Linked DNA regions of Hordeum vulgare: region 2 is linked to region 1. A link is a contact called in public Hi-C data. All regions are on one chromosome and are shown on one strand. The core of a region is the stretch at or near the end of the contact, and the rest is flanking DNA. Distances in the headings are between cores, read along the strand shown.

What was found. Hi-C and Micro-C count contacts between places; a contact is called where the count stands out from the background.
Region 2: a contact with region 1 is called in a Hi-C map of seedling, with 5 times the contacts expected there. The contact joins the promoter of LOC123396710 here to the promoter of LOC123394909 in region 1. A contact is called at or near these places in 4 of 6 Hi-C or Micro-C datasets (leaf and seedling) and 1 of 1 datasets of contacts at active chromatin or transcription factors (embryo).

The regions. Positions count from the first base shown.
Region 1 is chr5H:359,412,598-359,418,194 of MorexV3_pseudomolecules_assembly, forward strand. It overlaps LOC123394909 (D-aminoacyl-tRNA deacylase), which reads right to left and starts at 2,394. Exons shown (of 9, transcript XM_045089787.1): 1 at 2,126-2,394; 2 at 1,105-1,288; 3 at 444-586; 4 at 312-375. The coding sequence starts at 2,227.
Region 2 is chr5H:359,945,611-359,951,207 of MorexV3_pseudomolecules_assembly, forward strand. It overlaps LOC123396710 (auxin transport protein BIG), which reads left to right and starts at 2,998. Exons shown (of 14, transcript XM_045091561.1): 1 at 2,998-3,214. The coding sequence starts at 2,998.

The DNA.
Region 1 (5,597 bases), core at 1,144-3,643:
GAGATTCGAAAGTTCAAATAATAATATTAAAGATTGTTGGGATTTATAGACAAAATGCTTCAGTGGAAATACTCTGGTATCCTCATTATAGTTCGTGTTTGTTTGTTTTGTGAAAGAAACGGTAGAGGAAAGCCCAACCCTACATATCAAACGTCAAATAGACATGTGTCCCTGAATTTATGTGTAATTCTCAAATACCAAACGACCGGTCCTTTGGCTGCGCTAAACGATAAAAATAAGCTTGTATGATTTTATCCAAAGGTCTAATGCACAAAAAATGTAAGGAAATAAGGATGGATATAAATGTGTACCTATCTCAACAAACATCGTGGGTGTACTGGTAAGTGGTCCATGGTGAGTAGCTTCAAGTGTAATCTTCAAAAGCAATGAGTATTAAAATCAGTTGATTCAGAAATAGAAAAGGCGTCAAAGAAGCAACGTACCTCGAACTCTGGAACAAGACCTTGGTCTGCAGCAACCTTTTGCATCAACCGTAACCATGGGCCAATTCGAGGGTTTGGCACCGCTGCCCATCCAGGCCTCCCTCCTTGAGGGGGGGTCTCATCCTCCCTCAGATGTGGCACACCTTCAGAAGTACATTCACAAAAATGAGCAAACCATCAATTATAAAACAATGATTGTGGTAAGAAGGAACCACTAATTAGTACTCCCTCCGTTCCTAAATGTAAGTCTTTTTAGAGATTCCACTACAGACTAGATACGGATGTATGTAGACATATCATAGAGTATCGATTCATCCATTTTGCTTCGTATGTAGTCTCTAGTGGAATCTCTACAAAGACTTATATATAGGAACCGATGGAGTAATCAACATGCCTATATGTGGTGGGTGAGAAGCATGGACATTGCTCACAAACCATGAAACCAAACAATCGCAGGCTCACAGTATACCGGGAAATCGGGAAAAATAAATAATATAATTAACTGCCTGTATGCATTAACAAGTGCAGTACCTTCAAATATATTAACAATTTGTATGTGGTATTATATTTATGTATATAATAGGATTTTACACATAACATGTCGATTTTTTATTGCACCTGTGGGTTAAATAAGATACAGACAGATGAATGCAGAACCAACCGATTGGATGGACAGTGAGTGCAGGGCGATTGGAGACTGCAGTGTGTTTGCTGAGGAATATGACCTCGGAAACAGCCTCTCCAGTGGCTTCCTGCCACCGACGGTCAAGATCATCCTCTGCAACAATGCTGCGTTCATGCTTCAATAACCTAACATTCCCATTTGTAAAGCTCTCCATCCCCTCCTAAATACAAATATCAGCAAAGGTTAGTTGGGAACTATACGGCTATACCACAAACACATTTGTCAGACACCTTATACGAATAAATAAAATAAGGATAAAAATTGCAGATAACTTCAACCGAGATCAGAGCCAGTGGAACATAATGGACCATCGTTTTGTTACACTACACGATCCTAGATCTCTGTACACCAGTGAGGTATGCATTTTACTAGGGTATATACTCGTGGATAAAAAATTCTAGCAACAACGCACCTAATAAACAGTCTGCTTGTTACTCCCAGATTGCGCTCACTACCACTGTGTTGCTAGCGACAGCAGTCATGCCTCCGGTCACAAGTGTCATTCCAGGCACCGAAATAGTCTCCATAACACAGCTTTGCTATTTAATATATCAAATTCTGGAGAGTATAGGTTGAATCCATTCTTCAAGACAAATCTAACCAAATTATGTTTGTTAGACTAACAAAAATAATGACACAGAATACAGTCAGAATAATCTCATTGCACACATTCTGGGATGACATCTGTTCCCACATGGAGGTCTTTCTGTAGACAAACAAAGAGCAAAATTCTGGCCTTCAAGAAGCAAATCGTGAGGCAGAAGAGATTTTTCTCATCGAACAAGCTTCCTGCTTCAAGTCACAGCTATTTATCTACTGTATTTCCGAACACTAGGCACTGCGCCAACCCTAACCGGCACCGCACTTCGTCGCTACTAACCATACCTACTCAATGGCAAAGTTAATCTTGCGATTAATGAATACAGGTTGCCAAGAACAGCGTGTACAGTCGAATGTGCTCAAAACTGAAAGGGGTTGATAGCAAGAGCTTCTTCACCGGGATGGGCGGGCCGGGGGACCAGCCAGGCATGGCCAGGAACGCGGCGGCGGGGCCGATGGACGCCGGGTCGGACGCCGTCGCTACAACGAGAACAACCATCTTCTCCTATTCCCCTCCTCCTCCGACTCTGCTTCTTGCCGCCTCAGGCTGTGATTTATTAATACTCGTAATAAAATAAAGCTGAGATGGTAGTTTCTGGGGGAAAGCTTGCCGCCGCAGCCCGCAGGGATCGGCTTTTCAGGGGCGGTGGACGCCTGTGACGGGTTACAGCTGAGTACCATAGAGCCAAGTGACCTCGCTATAAGGAATAAACTAGTTTTTTTTAAGGCAACATCAATTCTCATTAACTAGAACGGCGTGAGGGCAAATCCCTCTCAACACAAACTGCCACTTGGACAGGAACAGTGTTTCCCCACTCCTTAAAGTGGTTAGTTACATACGTACGACCCATACAAGCTAGCTGATGCGCAACATTATTGGCTTCGCGACGACAAAGCGAAATCTTCTGTTGGGAAAACCAAATCTTCTGTTGGTATTTCATGTCCTCTATGACCGCAGCATACGCTGATGCATCTGCACGGGTTAGATCCATAGCCTCCATCAATAGTGTGCTATCAATTTCAAATATCACCCGCACCACTCCCATTTCCACTGCCATTGTTACATGTGAGAGGGCATACATCTCAGCAGCGAAAGCATCCTCGGCTTGTGCCTGGCGACCTGCCCGAGCAAGTAAAACTTCTCCGTTGCTATCTCTAGCGACAACACCCCAACTCGAGTCTGCTTGGCCTGGAATAAAGGATCCATCTGCATTGATCTTGATCATACCATCCGGAGGTGGTTTCCATTTGGTAGGACACTTGCCTTTGTCTGGAACCCTGAAGATCTGCATATACTCCATAACATTGGCCCGAGTTCTTCGCGCCACTTCCTCGGCTTTCTCCGGCAACTCCCCTTCCCTCAGCTTGTTTCGATTGGACCACCATAGCCACCAGAACGTTAGGATGTGCATGCGCTTGATCTCGCTTAGTCCCCATATAAAGTCCAAGGCTTGATGCACCGATGTGATTTCCTGCAGCATCCCTCGTTCCTCCTCCATCTCCAGCGCCCTCCAAACTCCTTTAACATGTTTACATTTGATGAACAAATGGCCTCCATCCTCCTCAGCCTTGCCACAGAAGATACATGTTGTGTCCTCCACCGGAATGCCCCTCTTTTTCAGGTTTGAACGGAGTGCTAAGGATTCATGTTTCAACCGCCAAGTGAACATCTGAATATTCCTAGGGCCTGGGAGTTTCCACAAGCGGTTCCAACTATCGTCCGTGCGATGATCAAGACTCGATGTGGCTGAGCTTCCGCCCACTTCCCCCTGTATCAGTGCCTTGCCCAGCTTCACTTGCAGTTTATATGCGCTTTTCACCGAGTGTTCGCCCTTGCTATCATACTGCCAGGCGACGAAGTCAGGAACCCCTTCCCTCAGCGGTATTCGGAGTATATGGTGAACATCATCCGTCCAGAAAGTCTCCCGCACCAGTCGTTCGTCCCAAACCCCCGAGGTAGGGTCAAGAAGTTGGCTGACATGCTTGAGCAGATTTCCTCGCCGTGGTGTAATCACCTGTCTCGACCATGGCCGGGGGATCCAGGGATCACGCCAGATGTTAACCCTTTCCCCATCGCCGATCCGCCAGATATACCCCTCTTTGATTAGCTCCAGTCCATGCAACAGGCTCCGCCAAGAATAGGAGATGCCCGGCTTTGGCGACGCGTGAAGCACACTTGTGTTGGGAAAGCATCTTTCCTTGAGGACTCTGGCACACAACGAGTCTGGGAACTGGATCAATCGCCATATTTGCCGTGATAACATAGCCCGGTTAAAGGAGTCCATGTCCCGAAACCCAAGACCTCCCATGCTCTTAGGTTTTGTTAACTTTTCCTAGCTGATCCAGTGTATGGTATCCTCCTTGTCCTGCTGGCTCCACCAATATCTCCCCAGCAGCGAGCTAAGCTCCTCACAGAAGGATTTGGTTAGGTAGAAGCGGGACATTGCATAAGTAGGGATGGCCTGGGCGACAGTTTTAACCAGCACTTCCTTCCCTGGCTTCGCGATAAGCCTCTCCTTCCATCCGTAGACCTTCCCTGCGACGGCCCCCTTGATATAAGCAAAGGCTTTCCTCTTTGATTGGCCAACATGAACTGGCAAGCCAAGATATTTCTCATTCCAGTTCTCACTCTGGATCGCTAGGGTATTCTTGACTTCCACTCGCACGGCATCTAGGGTGTTTGGAGTAAACATGATGGCTGACTTCTCCGTGTTGATACACTGCCCCGAGCATCTCTCATATAGATCAAGGATCCCCTTCAGCACCCCAGCTTCAGTTTGGTTGGCCTTCATGAGCAAAACAACATCATCCGCAAAGAACAAGTGAGAGACCATCAGCGCATTGTTACAGATTTTTACTCCGCTCAACCTTCCTTCACCTTCCGCGTCATGCAGCAGCGCGGACAACCCTTCCGCGCATATCACAAACAAGTATGGCGACAGTGGGTCACCCTGACGCAAACCTCGAGATGGGCTGAATTGGTCAGTCAATGTTCCATTCACTTTGATTTGGTAGCTCACTGTCGTGACACATCTCATGATCAGCTGGACCACCCTATTCTGAAATCCCAACCGAAGAAGCAATGCTTCGAGGTAACTCCATTCCACTCGATCGTATGCTTTGCTCATATCTGCTTTGACTGCCGCATACCCCTCCTTGCCTTTCGTCTTGAGCAGAATGTAATCAGAGATCTCATACGATATCAGCACATTGTCCGTAATCAACCGTCCCGGAATAAAGGCACTCTGGTTGTCTGAGATGATCTGGGGAAGTATCAGTTTCATCCTATTAGCTATGATTCGATACCAGTTTATAGAGCACATTACATAGACTTATGGGCCGTAGATCCTTGATTCTGCTTGGGTTCTTCACTTTGGGTATAAGGACGATAACTGTGTCATTCCATCCTGCCGGGATCTCACCCCCATTCAAAACAGCTAGCACTTCCTCCACCACCTGGTCTCCCATCAGATGCCAGTTCTTTTTGTACACAATCGACGGCATCCCATCAGGCCCGGGAGCTTTTAAATCCCCTATATGATCGAGCGCAGCTTTGACTTCTTCACGTGTAAACTCAGCCGCCATGATGTTATTCATGCCGGCATTGATGCGAGGCTGCACCGTATCCAGCAGATCCGCCAATCGGCCGGACATATTGGATGTGAATAGACCCTGAAAGTAGGAGCAGACATAGTTAGTTAGTGCATCCCCTTCCTTTACCACCGTACCATCCTCCTTCACAAGCCCTTTGATTCGGTTCTTCTTCCTCCTGGCTGATGCCACTGCCATAAAATAACGAGTATTCCTATTTCCATCCTTTAACCAGGCTATGTGGGACCTTTGTTTAGCTCCGGTGTTCTTTTTTTCCT
Region 2 (5,597 bases), core at 1,748-4,247, 530 kb after region 1:
TTATTATTATTATTATTATTTAAATTTGCATCCATGAGTTGTGTGTGACTGCTTAGATTTTCGTCGACTATATGCAGAAATAAACTTGCTTCCCTTTATCAATAAATTTGCTTCCACTGTGAATTAAACCTGCTACAGTTAATAGAAATTTGTTTTCTACCTAACAAAAACAAAATCAAATCAACTAGAATATTTCTCTAACCAAACAGGACCTCTTTTCTATAAACAATAATCATTATGATCATCATCCACGAGTACACATAGCACATGTTTCAAGCATATTAGGTAACTGATTTGAAGAAATAGAAATGTGCTCAATTTGCTTTCATCATATACAAATCATGCTTCCAACACTACAAACCGTGATTCAGAATCCAACAATTTTTCTCTCCAAGCGGTGTCGTGTGGTGTGCTTTTATTTTTCAGATGGTATCATTCCATGTGTTATGATTGTAGATTTTTTTGGCTTACTAGCAATTTAATATCGTTGTAAATAACATGTACACTTCCTGCCTACTATGTCGCACCGCCACAACGGTCACATCCCAGTACCTCCCTGCTCCATCCACCATGTTTGGCTAGCCTCGAAGATCTCCTTTTGTCTCCAAAATATATGGGTGTTTACATTGGGATCCACAAGTGTCCGACGACGAGTAGAAAGGCTGACGCCGTCAAGGGGACAACACCCTTGACCTTTGACCACAGAGTGTGTCTTGCTAGTACGCTTTCGAAATGAGACAAAAAATTGGGCACTGAGATGCTTGATCTCTCGTCGCCCAACATCGATGACCCTGACATAGTCACCGTCAATAAAGCATGATCTTCCACTCTTGTTAGCACTTCAGAAGTGTAGGAAGCATTAGTAGTTTGATTACGATACAAAACTTGATGGCTATGAAACAATATGAAGCATGAAAAAGAAGAAAACCACACAGTTACATACCCCGCAAAGAAAGAACCAAACCATACATAATGATGAAGCATAAACCATGGCACATATGAAGCAAACTGTGCAATGTGAAGAAGCACATGTATGATACAAATGAATCATCAAAAATCCGATGCATCATATTCATGGAATCTCAACATGACTTCAACATAGTGGAAGCACATTTTTTTAAAAGGGGATATAAAAGATTTATGCATAGTTGCTCAATTTAAAACAATGAAGGGGGCAACATGGATCTTGTCCATCATATATGTGAAGTTCAGGACCCATGACAAGTTTGAGGCATGGACACGAAGCAATACATAACACAATGTACAAGCACAAGTTTGATGTCAATGATCCATTCTAGTAGACCATCTCGGGCTGAGAATGTGCCAACATTAATAAGATTAACCTTTTTTAACGAATTAGTTTTTTCCGTGCCTTGGGCAGACCAAGGACAAGATCATGTAACCAACCAACTATATATCGACTCTGAATATAATGTGTGACCTGAGAACATACTGAATAGAATGTGTTCCCATTTCTGAAAGAAGTGCTAGACGGAAATAAAGTGATACATTCGCTGTGTGGTGGCCATTACTTGTATGGAAGCATTAGATGATAACTAATAAAAGTATATTTGTTGTCTGGTGACATCAATAATGTAGGAAGCGCGAAATATGAACACTCAACTATACGGCGCATGACATTGGCATTAGTAAGCTTGGTGCCATTACGAGGATGCATCCGTTGTGTTGCCACCACACCAATCTGAACCTATTGTAAGCGATTAAGAGATGAGGGTGACAAATTGATCAGAATTGGTCACAGTTTATAATGTAAGAAGCACTAAAAGTGGAAGCATTTTTGTAGACCACAGTTGCAAATTGGTCACATTTAGACGCATGAGTGTATGAACCTGGGACAAAGTACCGACGGGTGCAATTTTAGTATCAGATGAAAGCATGGAAACAAAACAAAATTACCACCAATTATGGGTACATATATGTTGTATGCTCTCTATATAGGAAGCATTGAGATGCAATTGGCACAACATCCGTCAGATTCAATGGAAGCATTGAAAAAATATTGGAACTAAGGAAAATTGTCAACAATACTAGGCTGCTGGATGAAATACAAAGAAATTCACATTGCAAAAAATAAAAATCCCCAAATGAGGGCGACCAATGCAGTTTAAATTCCTTGAATTTGAAGACTAGGGGCTCTGAATAGGGCAGATTTTGTGTAATCCGATGCATATTCTACGGCCAGCGGGAGAAACCCCTAATGCAGTGGATTCAATCGATGGTAAAGCGTGGCGAAGCACGAATCTGGGCCATGATGGGGGGCTCGAACTGCTAATGCCAGGATGAAGCACCGTTGCCGCATCGCAGGAAAGGACTAGGGACATCCGTGATGCTTCGGGCAAGGATCGAAGGAGGAACATGGGGGCGAAAGCTGGCCGGAGAGGTGGAAGTGGGAGGTGGATCGAGCTGGCGGTCGAGGTATATCTGCAGTCGGATCGAGCTGGTCGGCGGAGCAATGGATCTGGCGAGGAGAGCTGTTGGCGACGCGAACTGGCGGTGATGCGGAGTTGACGAGGAGGCGAGCGAGGTGGGGGCAGAACTCGGGCGTTGCGAGCGATTATGGATGACGGGCTCGCGTGGGATTAGGAGGAGGGAGGTAATGCACGGGGTTTACGCTAGTGGTTTTCTTTGATTTTTATTCTCCAGGAATATGAAGCAAAATCTTAAGCGTGAGATTTAAAACGAATCGACGACCTTCGAGGGGTCTGTCATTTGTGTTCATTACTACTACAGATAGGAAATGTTTACCAAACTTGCGTTACACGGACATGCTTATACTAGTGTAAAATAAAAAGCCACTCGGCCCATCCGCGTCGTCTTCTTCCTCCCCATCTCCCACCTTTCTCCCACCTCCCCGCGTCTCTCTCTCTAGAACACACACACGCAGCGCAAAAACCCTGGCCGTCTCTGGGCGATCGATCCGACCCTGCGCCAGCTCGTCTCTCTAGGGCTCCGCCGCCGATCGGAGATCCCTCAGAGATGGCGGCGGAGATCTCGGCGCTCCTGGACCTCCTGCGCCCCGCCGTCGCCGGCGACCGGGACCCGCCGGCCCGCCGCCTCCGCACCAGCGCGGCCCGCGCGGGGCTCGAGGCGCTCGCGGGGGCCCTGGCCGCTGGCCCGCCGGCCGAGCCCGCCCGCGCCGGAGCCGTCCTCGCTGCCGCCCGCGCCGTCGTCTCCACCGTCCTCTCCTCCTCCGGTGAGCTCCCCCGATCCCCTGGACCCTTGGGCGGCCAGCGTGTCGTCCTTCTCCGAGGCGGCTACCTACTTTGCTGCTGTCGAGGGTTTTGGATTTGCTCAGTAGGTCGTGCGATCTCGCACAGTGGTGAGCTTCGCGGCTGCGAGATGCACTGCAAGCTGCTCCCACGCTGCATTGGCTTGCGAATTATGATCCTCCACTTGTTTAACCCCTTTTCGGGAGTAGGATTCGCCTCGTTAGAGCAAATGGTTGGATGACTTAGGGCCACGCTTTGGACTGGTCTACTCAAATCATATCGGGTTTTCTCCTTCCGATCGATCTAGAGCTCCCATGTTTCGTCGCTTTACACAGCTGGGAAACTTTCCAGCGGTAGTTTGCTGTTTTGACTTTTTTTTTTTTGCATGATCGTAGGGTACGAGTCTGAATTTTCTATTTAGCGGTTTAGTCTCCATTAAACTTGAAACGCCGTTTTGCGATGCTGCAGCTTAGTCTTTCCTCTGCCGTGTTGCTTGCATCATGCTGCAGTTTTTGTTTTAGCTTGGGCACTATTGGTGCTGCGAGGTCATGGATGCTTACATCTGTGGGCTACCATGAATTGATTCGTATGAGCTAATCGCAGATGCATGCATGTGCCAGGTTTGTATACTGACTTCATAGCCTAGTGATGTAGTATCGGATCTGCTTTTATTATTTGCATTGTTCAGGTGCTTGGCGGTTGAAGGTGCTTCTTAGAGCAAACTAATTCTGATTGACATTTGGCAGGCAGCACAAATAGGCTAGATATTGACTGTTCACTGATTTGGTAGAAACTTATGTTTGCTTATTTTTGGGCCTCAGTTGTTTTTCAAACAAGGTATCTGTATTTGACCAAAGATTGGCAAGCTTATGCAAGAATCATCTGTATCTAGTAACTTGTGGTATAAAGCTTGAATGCCTGTTTCCTAAACAGCAACAACAACAACAACAAAGCCTTTTAGTCCCAAACAAGTTGGGGTAGGCTAGAGTTGAAACCCATAAGATCTCGAAACCAACTCATGGTTCTAGCACGTGGATAGCTAACTAACATGCACCCCTGTGGCTACTTCTTTGGTGGTGTTCCAATCCTTCATATCTCTCTTAACGGACTCCTCCCATGTAAGATTTGGTCTACCTCGACCTCTCGACATTATCAACATGCTTTAACCGTCCGCTGTGCACTGCCGCTTCTGGATGCCTGTGCTGTATATGTCCAAACCATCTCAGACGATGTTGGACAAACTTCTCTTTGATCGGTGCTACCCCAACTCTCTCACATATAATCCTCATTCCAAACCCGATCCTTTCTTGTGTGGCCACATATCCATCTCAACATGCGCATCTCTTCTACACGTAACGCTGGACATGTCGCCTTTAGTTGGCCAACATTTAGCGCCATACAATATTGCAGGTTGAATCACTGCCCTATTGAACCTGCCTTTTAGCTTTTGTGGCATTCTTGTCATAGAGGACGCCAGAAGCTTGGCGCCACTTCATCCATCCAGCTTTGGTTCGATGGCTCACATCTTCATCGATATCACCATACTTCTGATCATTGACCCCAAATATCGGAAGGTGTCCTTCTGAGGTACCACCTTCCCACCAAGGCTAACCTTTTCGTCGTGCCTAGTAGTACTGAAACCGCACCTCATATACTCAGTTTCAGTTCTACTAAGCCTAAATTAGCAAACCTTGTAAGTCTTGGTTAACAGTTGTAATTGTCTTGTTAGGTCTGTGAACACTACTTCCAATACCAGATTCATGTTTTTTGATATGCTGAGGCTTCCGCAAATATGCAAATATTTGCTACTCCCTCCATCTGTTTATACAGGGTCTAACCCCCTAATCGGCTGTCCCATGCATGTAGCCGTTAATATATTTGTCTCGCGTGTTGTGCGTGGCCTCTCCCATCAATTTTATGCATGCATCAACCAATTGTTAGCAGCCACATTAATTCTTAGCAACCGCATGTAGAGAGGAGGCAAGAGGATTAATGCATTATAATGAGTATTGCATGTGAGATTTTAACAGCGGCTACCCAGCTATTTGTTGTGATCCTGTTGGCCTTGGTGTGGGAGATCTGAAAATTAGACCCTCTAAAAACGGATGGAGGGAGTAGCAATTTCAGTCACACTGGACTTCCCATTCATTCATCCATGTCATCTGAAAACTTATGAAATGTGAAGACATCCCTGTAGTGTTGAGCTCTTAATTTACTTGCTTTTTGGTGGTGCAGCTTTTCAGATTCTTCTTTGGTTCTGGATTAGCTTCTTGCTGATTTGATGTTTCATAGTACCTTTTTTACTACTCGTATATTGTTTTGTTCTTTTTTTTGTGTAGTTTACCGTTGTACTTCAAGAGATAGGTG